Regions from separate parts of the Mus musculus genome. Here regions 2 and 3 are each linked to region 1. Evidence: chromatin contacts called from public HiChIP or PLAC-seq and promoter capture Hi-C data. All regions are on one chromosome and are shown on one strand. The core of a region is the stretch at or near the end of the contact, and the rest is flanking DNA. Distances in the headings are between cores, read along the strand shown.

Region 1 (3,058 bases), core at 373-2,872:
TGTGCCCTACAGAACACCAGCACGGCTCACGGCAGGGCGTTTGTTTATATTTGCATCTCCTCCACCACTGTAACTATAACTCAACAGTGGAACCCTATTACTCTAAAACAGTGCTGGTCAGAAAGTAAGTACTAGGTAGATGTTTACTGTTGGAGGGAGGGGCATTTATCTGGTTCATACAACCTCCTGTGCTTCAACATTATCTGTAAACAGCCATTCATTGACTTGTGCATATATATATGTGTGTGTGTGTGTGTGTGTAATATTTGAGTATTATCTAGTCTGAGGGCCCATGCCTTCAATCTCAGCACTTGGGAGACAGAAGCAGTCACCTTTCTGTAAGATCAAGGCCAGCCTTGTCTACATGGAAAGACCCTGCCTCAAAAAGAGAAATATCAAGCAATGGATTATGTGCCAAGCAGAGGTGAGTTTACTGGAAAACCAATGAAACTTAAAGTTTAGATCCCCCAGATTTGTACCTTTCAATGCTTTGGGCCATTGTGTGTGTGTGTGTGTGTGTGTCTTTAAAAAGACAGGCAGACTGTATATGACCCCCTGGTACTCCAAAAATAACATTTACCCTAGTGTCATAGACACAAAGGGATATAATGCAAACAATCTTTTTTTTTCCTGTTTAGTGGAATCAATAATTGTTCATTCGTTCAACCATTCATTCATTCAAAGAATACTTACTAAGCAATATTGTCAGTAGCACATACAGAAATACTGTCAACATGTTCCTACCCTTATGGAAAAGATTTCTATGTTGGGGACACAGAAGCCGGTTGTGTCCAGAGAACAGGAAGCAGTTTAGAGGACAGTTACAACACTAGTGTTGCTTAAGTGTTGCCGCTCTGAAGGGAAAAGCTTTTACCCTACACTGGTGATGTCCTAAACCAATCTCAGGAGGTACTGAGTCCTACCTATGCCTGGAGGCAAGGATCAAGGAGCGTTCAGCTGAGCGTGGATTTTATTAAACCCTACGAGCAAGAGGAGGTCCAAACAGATTCGTGGAAGGGCGAGGGGAGATAGTGGTGAGCTTTGCGACAGGAAGTGTCAGACTGTGGGAACTCTTGGCGAACTCACTGCCTCAGAAGGTTATAACCTGATTTCAAGGATATCCAAGCACCTCTAACTTACTTCCTTCAGTGCCCAGATATGCGTCCCTTCGTGAGAATAAACCTGTCGCCACCCTGAGCCAGCTGTTAGGTCGGTGAGACAGACTCTCTGTCTTGCTAGAGACTCCCTGTCTTCACCGAGAGCTAAAGAGATAGGCCCAGTTTGGGGTCCAGGGGCCGCGGAGCGTATGCGCCCCTAGCTCCCGCCCGCCGTTCCCATAGCAACCAGCTTACCACTTCACGGGCCCGGCTGGAGAAGTCTCCCTTGGGCCGAGGGCTTCTGCGGAACAGCTCGTCCCGGCTGCCATCGGCCCCGCCACCCACGGCCACTCCCAGAGCCTTATTCCGCGTCTTCACTGTCTTGACGCTAGCCCGGAAGAGCAGTGTGATGTCCACCGCCATAGCGACCCGCAACCCAGGGCCTGAAGCCGGCCAGGCACACGTCAGCAGCTAGCGACCCCGGCAAGAACTCGGTTGCTGAGGGACGTTCCGATTTCGCACTCCTCCGCCTGGGAACTGTGAGCATAGAAGAAAGGTTCCGCACTCCGCCCGTGTAACGCGGAGAGTGGAGAAAGGTTCCGGCTTTAACCCAGAGCCGGAATTCTCCGTTCCAGACAGCTACCCGCAGTGCATCGGCACCCCTTTCTCCTCTCTGCAAAACTCAGCGGGATCAGACGCTCGGAGATTTCCCAGTCTGGACTTCAGGAACGAAAGCATCGGGAAGCTAGAAAGATCGCTCCCCTTATGATTCTTTAGGAGACGGGCGGGCGGTTTGGTTGACAGGTGGGGAGTATCACACTTTTGACTTTTGTCATCAAGGGATCGCCTTGAGTAACAATGAACTATGACCATCTGAGTTGCAGGAGCTAGGAAAGGGTACGTGTACAGAGGTAGGGGCCAGAGACCTTTTTTCTTCAACCTTCAGCCAGTTCGGTAAAGTGAAGCCAGCGCCTTTCTTGGAATGCACAGAGAATTAAACAGAATGTGTGTATAAAACGTCCTCGTGCTGTTTAACTCTTAGTATACAGCTAGTAGATGTTGCCGTTGTTGATAATATGGTTGTCCTCAGTCGTTTTGTTTTGTTTTGTTTTGTTTTGTTTTGTTTTTCGAGACAGGGTTTCTCTGTGTAGCCTTGACTGTCCTGGAGCTCACTCAGTATACCAGGCTGGCCTCAAACTCAGAAATCCGCCTTCCCCTGCCTCCCAAGTGCTGGGATTAAAGGCACGCGCCACCATGCCCTCAGTCTTCTTACTTATAATGTAGAAGAGGCTTAGAGCAGAGATCCCTGAGCGGGGATGTGGAGAGCAGGAACTTATCAGAGCCAGACGAAAGTGAAGCATTCTGAACTTCATGATATCATGTTAGGTTCCTCCTCAATAAGCACTTTTGAAAAGCGCTCTCTTGAATCATAGTTATCAAAGAGAAAGAATGAAATGGAGAACAGAGTTACGTAATTTGACTAAAGTCAGCTAGTAAAATTTTTCTGAGCACTTGGTTCATGGTTCATTTTATTTTTGTGTGCACCTTTCATTAAAAATACAATTATGCCACTTTCTCTCCTTCCCTTTTCTCCCTCCAGCCTCCTCAAGTCCTCTCCCTCCAATTTCTTCCATGTCTCCCAACTCAATCTCAAGTTGATAGCTTCTTCTTCTTTAATTATTATTGTTGCATATATGTGTAAGTATCCATGGATATGCCAGCACAATCTGCTGAAACTGTTGTTATTGTGTATGTGTCTATGGCTTCAGGGATAATCACGTTGTATTGGACAACCAATTAGAGGGTTCTTCCATGGGATAGGCTAACTTCCCTCTCTCAGCAGCCATAGTTGCCTGTAGTTTCTTGTCCAGGAGTGTGACCCCCATGGTTTAGTTTTAGTTCAATATCAATTTCTCTGGGTTTTGTTTTCCTTATAAAAGGAAGCACACTAAGATGTGTGC
Region 2 (3,038 bases), core at 313-2,812, 270 kb after region 1:
TCAGATTCCATCTTTCTGCAGTATTCTCATGTATTCTGACCATTACTGAGACAGATTGGGCCATAAATAGGCTAAATTCATACCTATCACTTATCTGAAACTCAAATTTAACTGGGAAACCCATGGATTTATTTGCTGTGTCTACTAGCTTCAGGGCTGTCCCCAGCAAAAGCAAAGGTTTGAAGTTCAAACCTATTCTAACCCTTGGAGGCTGGAGTTTCATCAGTCTTGAGCAGGTTGCCCCTTGAAGGAAGAGCTACGGTTCCTGGACCGTGTCCCCATCGTTTGTAAGGCCAATTCTTTTTCATGGATTCTCAGGAAACCAGCAATGGACCTTTCAGTTTGCTTAATTCTGTGCCTCCTGCTCTCCACAAGGAGTTAGTGCATTATTTCAAAAGACACATGTTCCTTTGTCTTATTTGGTGTCTAGAGATTCGCTGGGATCCTTGGTTCTCTTGTTTTCCCCATGCTGATCTGCTGACTCATCCTAGAACTCAATCCCCCACCCCACCCCCCTGGTTTTGTGAAGTCCTACCATTATGTGCCTGAGGATATGCATGTATTTATGTTTGTAAACCTGTCTGTAGATGCAGAGGTCAGAAGTCAACCTCAGGTATCGTTTCTCAGGATGCTGTTTTTTTTTTTTTTTTTTTTTTTTTTGAGACAGGTTCTCTCACTGTCCTGGACCCCACCAGTGTGGCAAGCTTAGTCAACTAGCGGGACCCAAGAACTTGCCTTTCTTCACTTCCCCAGCGCTGGCTATGAGGAATGTTTCAGGGCACCTAAGTGTGGTTGGTTCACTGCATCAGTGTTTCCCACCCCCAGGAAGTCATTAGAAATGCAAATGATAGGAAGTAATTTGTGTATCTGAAGTCCTCCAGGGCTCACAGGCAGCTCCAGTATGAGTATCTCTGGTTATGAGAATTCTGAGGCAGGAGAGTTTGGTTTTGGCTCCATCCCTTCAAAGGTAGTAGGGCCTGTGCATAGCATTTTCTTTTGTTCCGGTTCCTCTGTGAAGGCCCCTATAGATCAGAAGTTCCCTCCACAGTGCATCCTCTGTCCACAATGAAGGCAGTCGGTTGGGGTGATCTCTTGGGCATGATGCCTCCGAGTGGGGGCAGACTGCTAGGTAAAAAGGACCATAATGCTTTTGGTCCTGGCTCCACAGAGCCTATTTCTTGCCACCCAGTCTGTGGGTCTCCAGCCAAGAACAAAACGACACGTGCTGCCAGTTGGCCTTGGAAGGGAGGTGGCCCAATGCCAGGCACTGCTAATTGCTAATTTGCACTGAAACAGCAAACAAAGCCCCCGAGTGAATGCCCTGATTATTTGGCCAGTTCTCCCCCAGACTCCCTCAGTCACACCCCTGGGGCTGTTCCCTAAATCTGGAGCCATTCTCCCCAGGAATCTAGGAGGCCACTGGGGCCAGGATCTCTTCCCCAGCCCCCAGGAAAAAAAAAATCCTGCTTCTCTGCAGCTAATTGGCAGGGAGGAGGAGCTCGCTTGGACTGTACTGTTTATTTACTGTGTTTGTGCTTCCCCCTGAAGAGGAGTATATGATGCTGTTTCTCGGAAAGGCACAAAGCCCCAGAGAAACGGAAGGGTGGAGAAAAGTAAGGGATTTCCTAGTCTATAAGCCTCATTGATCTTATCTGATGGTGCCTCCCCAGCAGGTGAGAGACAGCTCGAATCTGAAAGCCTAGTTCCTAGAGGAAGCCTCACACCACCCCTGGAACTGCATCTTCCCCTACCATTCCTGTATCCTCCTGTATCTTCCTTCTTCCATAACTTCCATAACATAGCTCAGAGCTCAGCCCCTTCCACATTCCAGGGGAAGGAAACAGGCAGAGGGGACCTCAGGCCTTTAGCAAGTCTGCAACACTTACAGAAACTGGTTAAAGCATATGGGGTGGAGGTGTGCACAGGCAGCTATAGAAATCCAGAGGTTGGGGCAGAAGGCTCATCCCTTCAAGGCTAGTTGGCTGGTGTTGAGTGTGGCATGAATTTCATATATATCCATCCTTCAACGACCTATTTCCTGTCTCCATGTTGTCTCTTGCATCTTCCCCTGGCCTCTAGAATCGTTACCAGCTCCTGTGGTGACCCTTCAAGATTCCCCACTCTGTCTTCTTATCCAGCTATTTTTTCTGCAAGAAACCTGGCTCCAGGAGAAGAGCATTTCCTCAGTTTGTCAGCATCAATGGACACATCCATTTGAGTGGAAGAAAGCAAGGCCACACTGTCAAGTGGTTACATAACGCATCAACTTGGCCAATGATCACAATCGGGGCAGTGAGCAAGCTGGTCAGCTTCTTCTGCATATTCTAAACAGTACTTAAAGTATTTATTTTACTATCATATGATGGTTTAAAAAGTATTTATTTACTTCTTCAAAAAATGCAGATTTAGTTTATTTTATGATGAGTGTTTTGCTTCCTTGTGTACATCCACACTATGCGCATGAAATGCAGAGGCTTGAAGACGGTGTTAGGTTCTCTGGAATTGGATTTACAGATGGCTGTGAGCCAAAGCAGGGCATCCTGGGAACTGAACCTGCGTCTTCTGCAAGGATAGCCAGCACTGTTAACCATGGAGCCATCTCTCCAGCCCCTGTGTGATATTTAATATAGCCACATACATGTAATTATCAAGTCAGGGCAAGCACATCTGCACACTTAGACCTTTGTTTATATTCTCAAACATTTACCACTTCTTTGTGGTTGAAGTAAATTAAAAATACTTTGTTCTAGCCTTTTGGAAATATAAATCATGTGGTCTTTTTCTTTAGTCACCTTGCTGTATACTATAACATCAGAACATTTTTCTCCTAACTGTGGCATGGTACCCACTGACCAACTTCTCCATCCTTCTTCCTTCCGCTGTTCCCAGACTCTGCTAATTCCAGTCTCAACTTTGATGAGATCAACTTTATGAGATTCCCCACTCTGCTCTTCCCTCTCCTCCCAGTTCCTTTCCATCTCTAGACAACCACGGATCGACTTTCTGTCATTGCAGATCATGTTGCATCTTAGGGAACT
Region 3 (2,972 bases), core at 415-2,914, 440 kb before region 1:
AATCTGTTCCTGGCAAAGAATAGAAGTGGAGAAACTAGCAACTCAAGGGATATCCATGAGTCTTTCCGGGGTTTCAAGAAATTTGAGCCCTATTTCTTCCTCCTATAGTTCTTTTCTGTTATTAACCACGGTAACTATCAACTATCATTGTGTGTGTGTGCTCATGCATGCATGTGTGCATGTGGGGTGTGTGTGTGTGTGTAAGAGAGAGAGACAGAGAGAGAGGCAGAGACAGAGGTCATCATCTCTCGTTCACCCGGGCAGCCCTCTAAGATTTGATTTACGATAGTCCGTCTGAAGAGGGACATCTGACCTTCAGGGATCCTGTCCTCAACAATAAGAAAGATAAGGGTGGGGTAGAAAACAAGTTGGTTCCCCAAGACAGCCACAGGGTGACACAGGGCCTTGGCACCCTCCCTGACAGAGTGCCCAGCTGTTCTTGCACGTGTGTGTTAACCACCTGTATCCTGGTGCTCTTGAACTTGTCCAGGGTGAACCCGGGAAGTTTTAAGTCGGATAGGGGTCACCTGATGCATCTCAGCAAGCTTTTACTAGCTGATGAGAACTGTTGCAGTGGAAAAGAAAACAGCACAGAGGGAAGCTGGGGAGCAGGTGAGGGAGAAAGGAGACCATGACTGTGAAGTCCTTGGTGTGAAGGAATGCGGCTATCCCCAACTTCTCTTCTGCAGATCCCTCCTGCACCTTAGGCCCCAGCCATGTAGGCTTTTTTTTTCCCTGTCACCAGCATCAGCTATCTGGCTATCTGTGCCTGCAGAAGGTGTCCCAGGGTGAGGAATGTCAGGCTGAGCAGTTACCTGGGCTCTGTGAATCCCTGGCATTGAACCGAGGCTGGTCTTTCTCGCCCAGGGTGGTCCCTGCTTACCCTGGACAGCATTGTCTCCTTCCATTACCATGGACAGCATTGTCTCATCTGGGCTGGATGCCTTCACGTGCATGTGACAATCATGTCCCCAGAAGTTTCCTTTCTCACCTTCTTTATCTCCACATGTCCTTTCCAGACACAGCTTCTCAGAGTCTTGTGTGGGGACTTGAACACTGCCCCTCACTCCCTACACATTCCTCATTGACCAAGCCTGCTTCTGTCCCCTCCCACCCTATCAGAACACATAATTTACGTAGCCTGCCTTGACCATGGCTCACTGAAAATACTTCTCTGACTGACATTGAAGCAAACTGACCACAGAGTAAATTAATTCTCAGGCTGTCCTGGGGCATACAAGGTCGTTGTCTCGTTACGCGTTACGCTTTTATTGAGCCAGTTAGGACCTGCAGAGAGGGCCACCGACATCGCTGCACGCTGCTCTGCCCATTTGCTCTTTGAGCAGCAGAACTGACTCTGCAGGACAATTAGAGAAAGATCAATATTTCATTTTGCCCCGACAGAATGGAAGCTCAGAGCACGGCCAAGACTTGCCCGTGGACACAGATAAGAGGAGGAGTCAGTGCTGGAACCCATCCAGCTTCTAAGGAGAAAGCCAACAACCTTTGGCCTTGATTCTTAGGAGGTTTCTCTGGGTTTGTGCCAGCTGCCCCATCCAGAGCTCTGGCCTTGTTAGAGAGAATCATAAATGGAGGGGGGGGGGGAGGGGAGCCAAACAAAACAAAACGAAACCAAAAAAAAACCATGACTTGGGCGTGACTCCGGGGAGCGAAGCTGTCTCAGTTGCTTGGGAGCAGGGGAGCAATGTCGCTCGCTTCCTGTTCAGGCATGATCACAGAGCCACGCTTCCTGCTCTGCCCTCCTTCCTGTGGACTCTGCCTCCTCGCTGCAGAGATGCCCTGGCAAGTCCAGGGTCCTGGAGCCAGGAAGAAAAAAGATGGATTCCAGGGAGCTTGCTTTAGCTTCCCTGATGTGTGACACCGGTGGCCCTGGGGAGCTCTCTGTGGGTCACCAGCAGAGGAGGACAAAGGTAAACACAGACCGGCTTCTGTCCTGTGGGGGGTGCAGGCCTGGGTAGCTGCTACTACCAGACAGAGCTCAGCCCCTGTCTGGCAGCTGTGGAGCATACCACCTGGAGCGGGAACGCTGGAGTTTGGAGTTTGAACTCTCTCTCTCTCTCTCTCTCTCTCTCTCTCTCTCTCTCTCTCTCTCTCTCTCTCTCTCTCTCCTTAGCCTTCACTCTCTACCACCTCTGCCATCCCATCAGGGCACTGAGAATGAGGCTCTGGTGGACAGCTCTCTCATGCTTGCTCAGAGCTGACTGCCTTTTCTTTCCTAGGGCAGGCAAACAGTAATACTCTTGATCATAGACTCCTCCTCTTATCTGTGTCCAGTGGGAAGAAGTGTGTGTGTGTGTGTGTGTGTGTGTGTGTGTGTGTGTGTGAGAGAGAGAGAGAGAGAGAGAGAGAGAGAGAGAGAGACAGAGAGACAGAGAGAGAGAGAGACAGAGAGAGAGAGACAGACAGACAGAGACAGACAGAGAGACAGAGACAGAGAGACAGAGAAGCAAGGAAACCCCTCCCCCCCCCCCCCGCCCCAGAAGAGGGGCTGAGGCAGGAGACAGCTTCTATATGCCATTCTCCCTTGCCGAGCAGGACCCTTCCAGATCTGATGGGAGTAGTCCACCCTTAATTAAGATGAGAGTTGAGAGCCATGGGGAGGTGGCAGGGTCTAGAAAAGAGGCTTAAGATAGCTGGCACTAGGCAGTTCCACCATGCCCCCAGCACGCAGGAACTGCACACTGCCTCGGCAGCAGGCTTGGCACCAGACACAGGAGACAAGCAACCTAGTCCCAGCCCTCAGGATAAGCCCCACCCCCTGGAACCTGACAGGGCACACATGCAGTGCCCGGCCCTCTTCTTCTCCTGCAAACCCCTTATGGTGTGGATTCTATTACCACCCTCATCTTAAAGATGAGGAAGCTGATCAAGGAGTGGCCATGTTACTGGTCAAAGCTTACACACTGTAGAAGCTGCAGTGTTAGGATCCAAAGTTGAATCAGAGATAAACA

The links. Promoter capture Hi-C pulls out the DNA fragments that hold promoters and counts their contacts. HiChIP or PLAC-seq counts read pairs in DNA pulled down with a chosen protein or histone mark.
Region 2: a promoter capture Hi-C map of trophoblast stem cells shows a contact between it and region 1, with 2.8 times the contacts expected there. The contact joins the enhancer-like site here to the promoter of Stx18 in region 1. A contact is called at or near these places in 9 of 39 promoter capture datasets (the 3T3-L1 cell line, cranial neural crest, embryonic stem cells and 5 more), 1 of 115 datasets of contacts at active chromatin or transcription factors (embryonic stem cells) and 1 of 9 other capture datasets (embryonic stem cells).
Region 3: a FOXA1 HiChIP or PLAC-seq map of pancreatic cancer cells shows a contact between it and region 1. The contact joins the promoter of Slc2a9 here to the promoter of Stx18 in region 1. A contact is called at or near these places in 1 of 39 promoter capture datasets (liver), 1 of 115 datasets of contacts at active chromatin or transcription factors (pancreatic cancer cells) and 3 of 9 other capture datasets (adipose tissue, macrophages and pancreatic islet).

Annotation. Positions count from the first base shown.
Region 1 is chr5:38,037,794-38,040,851 of GRCm38.p6, reverse strand. Stx18 (syntaxin 18) reads right to left here and starts at 1,622. Exons shown (of 11, transcript NM_026959.3): 1 at 1,353-1,622. The coding sequence starts at 1,520.
Region 2 is chr5:37,767,460-37,770,497 of GRCm38.p6, reverse strand. The region is part of intron 2 of Gm40286 (a long non-coding RNA gene); the gene reads left to right. Among named protein-coding and RNA genes, the nearest start is that of Gm40286, 5.2 kb to the left of the region's middle. Within about 2 kb of position 1,562, at least 35 of the 459 cell types and tissues checked have an H3K27ac peak or open chromatin away from gene starts, as enhancers often do. A contact at or near this core is called in trophoblast stem cells, where this site is marked.
Region 3 is chr5:38,478,998-38,481,969 of GRCm38.p6, reverse strand. It overlaps Slc2a9 (solute carrier family 2 (facilitated glucose transporter), member 9), which reads left to right and starts at 1,664. Exons shown (of 12, transcript NM_001102414.1): 1 at 1,664-1,931. The coding sequence starts at 1,839.